2 separate regions of the Sus scrofa genome follow, and region 1 is linked to region 2. Evidence: chromatin contacts called from public HiChIP or PLAC-seq data. All regions are on one chromosome and are shown on one strand. Each heading gives the region's core, a stretch centred on a gene start, on an enhancer-like site or on the middle of the called end of the contact. The rest is flanking DNA. Distances are from core to core; before and after follow the strand shown. Region 1 holds the start of MYH1 (myosin, heavy chain 1, skeletal muscle, adult). Region 2 holds the start of MYH4 (myosin, heavy chain 4, skeletal muscle).

What was found. HiChIP or PLAC-seq counts read pairs in DNA pulled down with a chosen protein or histone mark.
Region 1: an H3K27ac HiChIP or PLAC-seq map of skeletal muscle shows a contact between it and region 2. The contact joins the promoter of MYH1 here to the promoter of MYH4 in region 2. A contact is called at or near these places in 6 of 47 Hi-C or Micro-C datasets (embryonic fibroblasts, epiblast stem cells, fetal skeletal muscle and 3 more) and 1 of 2 datasets of contacts at active chromatin or transcription factors (skeletal muscle).

Annotation. Positions count from the first base shown.
Region 1 is chr12:55,248,089-55,250,987 of Sscrofa11.1, forward strand. It overlaps MYH1 (myosin, heavy chain 1, skeletal muscle, adult), which reads right to left and starts at 1,254. Exons shown (of 38, transcript NM_001104951.1): 1 at 1,013-1,254; 2 at 777-920; 3 at 505-661. The coding sequence starts at 1,216.
Region 2 is chr12:55,214,401-55,217,638 of Sscrofa11.1, forward strand. MYH4 (myosin, heavy chain 4, skeletal muscle) reads right to left here and starts at 1,551. Exons shown (of 39, transcript NM_001123141.1): 1 at 1,538-1,551.

The sequences.
Region 1 (2,899 bases), core at 4-2,503, 33 kb after region 2:
ACTGCTGTTTATATAATGTAGCCCCAAATATCATCTTCGTTCAAGGAGACAATATCATTTCTTAAATCGGTTCTGATGACTTTAATGAAATAACAGTACATCCTAAAAGTATCTGTATCTATCCATAATCAGCAAGCAACTTAGATTAAAAAAAAGGATTGAGTACACATTTTTCATTTCTATTAGACAATACTACTCAGCAGTTACTCAATCTTTTGTTACTTAAATATTTAAGATAAATCATGTATTCCAAGCCAGGAGACTATAATCAGTCAAACGTAAGAGGGATGGAAGAGTAGCGTGGCCTAGTCAGGTTGTGGATCTGGAACCAAGAGAACTGAGTCTTTGTCCCCATTACCAGTGTCTTCCTCTCTGTGCTTTAAGTCACCTCTTCTGTGCAACCTGGTGGTGGGATCTGATGACTCCTGAGGATTGTTTTAGCGTTAACATTTTGGGATTATAGGTGGCAAAATAATTTGTATGAACCATGGTTGGGCCACTCACCAGTCAGCATGAACTGATAGGCGTTGTCGGAGATGGAGAAGATGTGGGGCGGGGCCTCCTGGCGCTTTTTGCCTCTGTAGGCCGTCACCACCTCGGCGTTGTACACCGGCAGCCACTTGTAGGGGTTGACGGTGACACAGAAGAGGCCCGAGTAGGTCTGTACCATAAAGAAACAAAAGGGCGTAGAATTATTTGCTGGGGATCTCAGTAACGTTCTGTTTTTCCAAACATGAACGACCCGCATGAGCGGAAGGCCACGGGGATGAACTCACGTAGATCATCCAGGCTGCGTAACGCTCTTTGAGGTTGTACAGCACAGCGGGCTCGTGCAGGTGGGTCATCATGGCCATGTCCTCGATCTTGTCAAATTTGGGAGGGTTCATGGGGAACACCTGGTCTTCTTTCACTGTCAAAGTCTGGGAGACAGGAAAGATAAGCATTGATGTCAGTCGAGTGGCCAGACAGAAACACTCAGTAGAATGTGATCGGCTTCTGGGGCTCTACTCACCGCCCCTGCTTCCGTCTTCACTGTCACTTTCCCTCCTTCTCTGCTCTGGACAGTCCCTTTGACAAAGGATTCCTTGGGCTCCGCCACAAAGACTGACGTTTTGGCATCAAAAGGTTTATTCTGGGCCTCAATGCGCTCCTTTTCAGACTTTCGGAGGTAAGGAGCAGCCTCCCCAAAAATAGCCATTTCCTGGTCGGAACTCATGGCTGCGGGTTATTGATGGCAGCCCAGTCAAAGACCCTGCCCGGCAGAGAAAGAAAAGATGAGAAATTCAGAAACTGGACCATTAGATTCTTGTTAAAAAAAAAAAAGCAAGACCTTCTTTCTTCCCTGACCAGCTGAGTGCTAGCATCTTGCTGGGTATGACCACTTCCCTGGCTTGACTGCAGGTGAAATGTCACCCTCTGTATTCTGTGCCAGTGCTGACAGATACTCATTCTTGTGTTTCAAAAGAGTCTGTTGTTTCTGGCTCATATACTGTATCATATTATAGCTCCTTTCTCTGTTTCATTTTTTGTATTCATCTTTAGAAGTCCTCTATGATTGATCATCTTATACAGAAACAATGCTAAGATGCTTCTCCAACGCTTTTACTCATAGTTTTTATCTTCCATTTGATTTATAAGCACCACTTGGGCAGAGTATTTTCCTTCTGCAGCATCCTTCATGCATCTTAGAACACATGTCAGGGCTATGGGGAAGGACCAAAGCCAGCTTTGTAAAGTAAAATATCAATAGAAATATGTTGCTGAAATTATAGGAACTACTTAGTACATGGTGAAGACCTTTTCATTATAGATTTGGGATTTAAAAACAACTACCTAATAAAGGAAAGCAGGAACGTGAGGAGCTTTGTTTTGCACTGTTTCGTTAAAAATATTCTGTCATATATCAATTTCTCTTGTTCCTATCATAATGTTGACACTCAGCTTCTTCACCTGTCTTTAGTATTTCTCAGTGACTTCTATAAAATGTTGTTATTTATGTTTTCTTCCTTTATTAACAACACTCATAAAAATTGAAACTTTCTTTTCAAGATCCAGCCCTTGCCACTTGAACATTCATTAATCCTTCAATAGTGATCATATGTCACCAGTTTTATAATAATAAAGATGTCTTTTCCAGGAAACTCAAAGCACTCGTGTAGTTGCAATATTTGTCTATTCAAACTACAGTGATTTAGTAGCACAGTTAAAATCCTTTGTCTTTCTAAAAATGCTGAGTCAGTTTTCATACCATATTTTTTAAAAAGTCCATTTTACAGAGTATGGAGCAACATGCAGGTTTCAGCTCAATCCATTCCATTCACCCATTTAGACAGTATCTTAAGATTTTTTTATATTATATATAGTTTTGAGTAAAAGCTGTAGTCTAGGAAATTTACATTTTCTCTATAAATGAATAATAACACTGAAATGTATTGCGTGTTATAATTCAATTTAAAAAATCTGCAATGCTCTAAATAGGAAAAATTGTATCTAAAAACTTCTAAAGATTCTCAGAAAACATTTCAAGTATTGCAAAATGTATAAATGAATGAAAACCAGTGTCTAAAGCTCCCCTCATAGTTTTTCAAGGGAAGCATAAACAGCCATGAAATTGAAATACTTTTAATTCATAACTTCCTGATCACTCTTCAAACCACTGCAGAAGATTTCTTGCACCCTGCAAGCCATGAGAAAAAGAAACCATTATCTTACCTTTGAGATGCAACCTTGAAGTGGGGCAGAACTGTAAGAAAAAGAGCAAATTTCTTCTGATTAAATTCTAACAATTCCCAATAATAGCATGAATGAGTCTGAACTGAGAAGCAAGAAATGACTGGGACCCTAAACATCTAATTAAAATTGCTGCAGAGTAAGTTGGTGCTTGGCTGGCAGGGCTGCC
Region 2 (3,238 bases), core at 301-2,800:
GTGGAAAGCCATGTGTTGGTTGCCAACAGCGGCGACACCAACAGCCTCAACCTTTTGTAGGCTTTCAGAAGAAGTTTTGGTCTTGAGTCATCAGGATTAAACTTCCTCTCAATTTAGAATAATAGGGAGTTTGCCACATACTGTATCTCTGTAATTAACCTAGTTTGTATCTATTACAATCTCTTAATAATCCTGAAATTTAGACATATTTTCAAATATTGGAACATTTAATGCTAAGGTTTTTCTTGGAAGGAGAAATGCTATTTTTTTGTTTCTGTGTTTGTTTTTATACCTGACAATTTTGAATTAAGAGCATACTACCTTGTAGCGATTACTACGGTACAGTGTATCCACAAAGCACAGAAAAGACACTGCTCTTCCCATCTCATGTCTGAGATCAGTCATCTCCTAACTTGTGGGTCACAAACCCCCAAGGTTCCTCAGCGTCATTGAGTCCATTTGGACAGTGATAATAGCTTTGAGTTCAAACAACATTCCCAAACCATGCTTTCTCTTCTTGTGATGAATATAGCTACTGTATTAACTATAAATGTGTTCAAAATAATTGTTATTATTTATTTATTTATTTATTTATTTTTATGGCTGCACCCATAGTATATGGAAGTTCCCAGGCCAGGTACTGAATCCAAGTTGCAGCTGTGATCTATGCTGCAGGAAAGCCAGATCCTTGAAGCCATTGCACTGGGTGGGGGATCAGACACGTGCCTCCACAGATACCTGAGCTGCTGCAGTCAAATTATTAACCCACTGCAGCACAGTGGGAACTCCCAAAATAACTATTAAATGTATAGAAGGCTTTCATCATCATGTATATTCCTGACATAACGGTAAAAGTACAGGTCCCAACATGTGGAGTTGGGTGAAGTCTTTTAAATATTTTGATCCCATGGAAGAGCCCTTGAACACCACTGACTTAGATCCTAGATTATAAGAGCCGGAGGAAGCTTAGTAGTCAAATAGAATTCAGCCTCCTCACTTGACTGATGAGGAAACTAAGGCCCAGAAGGGTCATTGAGTGTTGCAGAGGTGGAAGTGGTAGTGCTGGGGAATGAGCCCTGTTCTCCTCACTCTAGGTACAGTGCTATTCCACTGCAACACACTGTACTTCAAGATACATAAAAGCCAACTGGCTGGACCCAGGCAACCACAGTCGGTGAAAAGCCTGGATTGACACCTGGAGATTTTGACTTTCAGATCAACAGTGTTGATTTTATCACTCAGTCTCTCTGATATATCCACATTGGTTAAGTTGCAGTAATAGTTCTTATTAAATATTACGTGTGATCCTTGCAGTCTTTCTGAAGTTCTCACAACATGTGAAAGAGAAGAGTCACTAGATTTTGTGTGGTTAAGAGGTCTGAAAAGTCAAAATTGTATGAGATGCCATTTTTATAGGAGAACTCCTTTTGGTATCGTATTCCCAGTGCTAAACTAGAAGATGAGACGGGAGTTCTTTAAGACTTAGCAGTATAGACATCTCCCTGTTCTTGAGAGTGTAATAATAAATTACTCTTACCTCTTATGTTACCAGATGAAGACGGTGGCAGGCTCAAGGCAGACAACTACTGTTGAAAGAAAAAACAAACAAGAGAATGTGGATTCTTTTATTTTATTTTTTCCATTTTAATCACATAGTACTAGAAACTATATTGTGTATGACGTCATCCTTAGGAATGTTAGAAAGAAAAATTAAAATTTGGGAAACAGTGGCCATCTCCCTTAAGTGAATAATTGTTTGTGTGAGGGATGCAAAGCTAGCCAAGTGTTCTTCTACATATACATACCTTAAAGTGTTTTGAGGAAGGACAGGACAGAGGCATCTCAGCTCCACTTTTATAGAGACCATTTTGCAAACACAGCAGCCACCTCAGCTGTCCCAGCTGGGAACCTACTTGGCAAACCTTTTTTGGCAATCTCTTTGCACAATATTCACTGACTGTGGCTGTGAATGGATATAATTAGAAATATTTCTTGACACCTATAAATAATTTGACAGAGGATCATCTAGGGTTCTTTTGAGGCATTTGATAGGGATGGAGATTCAGGGCTTCTAAGGCTATTTCTCCAGCTTTGCTGTTCCATCATTCATCACTGAGTTGAAAGCCAGGTTCCCACTTACTCTCCTGCCTGTAAAATTGGTCCGACAGAATGAGCCAGACACGAGGAGTTGAGAACTAATTGATTTGTTAGTGCTTAGGGCCATTGAGGAGCTGGGATGAGTTTTAGCTCTGACAACATGATTGGTATTAAAGCAGAAAACTCCTAGCCTGGGTCTGGATTTTAGAAATACTGATGATAGATTTTTTTAAAGTCTAAAAGACTAAGCATGAAGGAGAAAGTTTAGGCAGATTCTCGGGCTAAGCCATGGTGACAGACCAGTGGGGGAGCCATAAGGGATTTAGAATAGATAGAAACACTTCTTTTCCTTTTCTGGAGAGCTTGCCGTGGCTGTCTTGAGCTCACATGTTTTCACTGGGGGGACTGCAGGAGTCCGTGTGATGTTCTATGTGTGTTTCTACCGCATAATGATGGAAGGAGGCATCAATATGCATTCCTAGTTCACAGGCAAATCCTCATGACTAGCAGTAGCTCTAATGAGGTGGGTAATACGTATTTTTATTTAAGGTGGGAGGAGAGATGTGATACCCACAGGACTCTTTGTGGGTTGAGAACATAAGGGGGCTATCACATATGCCCACGATGCTTGTAAATTGGGTTTTGGTGGTTTTGCCACAGACACAGCTGCTGCTGAATGTAACAGCAAATCTGTCCACGCTAAGTGTGTCACCTAGATCTGATGTAATATTTTTGGCTGTCATCTCCTAGCTTAAGTTACTGACTAATATGATCACTGTTTGCAAGCATCCTACTGACATAGAATTTCTTTTTCATACCTTCAGAGATTGAATCTTTTATAGTTTTTATTTCTTTTGATACAATACTGTGGAATAGATGATCAGGCTTTTTTTTTCCCCCCAGTCTCCATGGAAATGATTCACAGAAGTTTAGTGACTTACCCAAAGTGTTAGGCTCTAAGCCAGAAAGAAGAGATGTCTTCTGATTTTTCTCTAATTTAAGATTTCACAACTCATTTATTTTTACTCCTTTTGAAACTTAATGTCTACATTATAAACATAAATATTATCAGACGCATGTGCTATCTTTGGAACTGAAAGTTAAAAGAAGAAATCACGGATGAGACCAAGACGCATAGGCT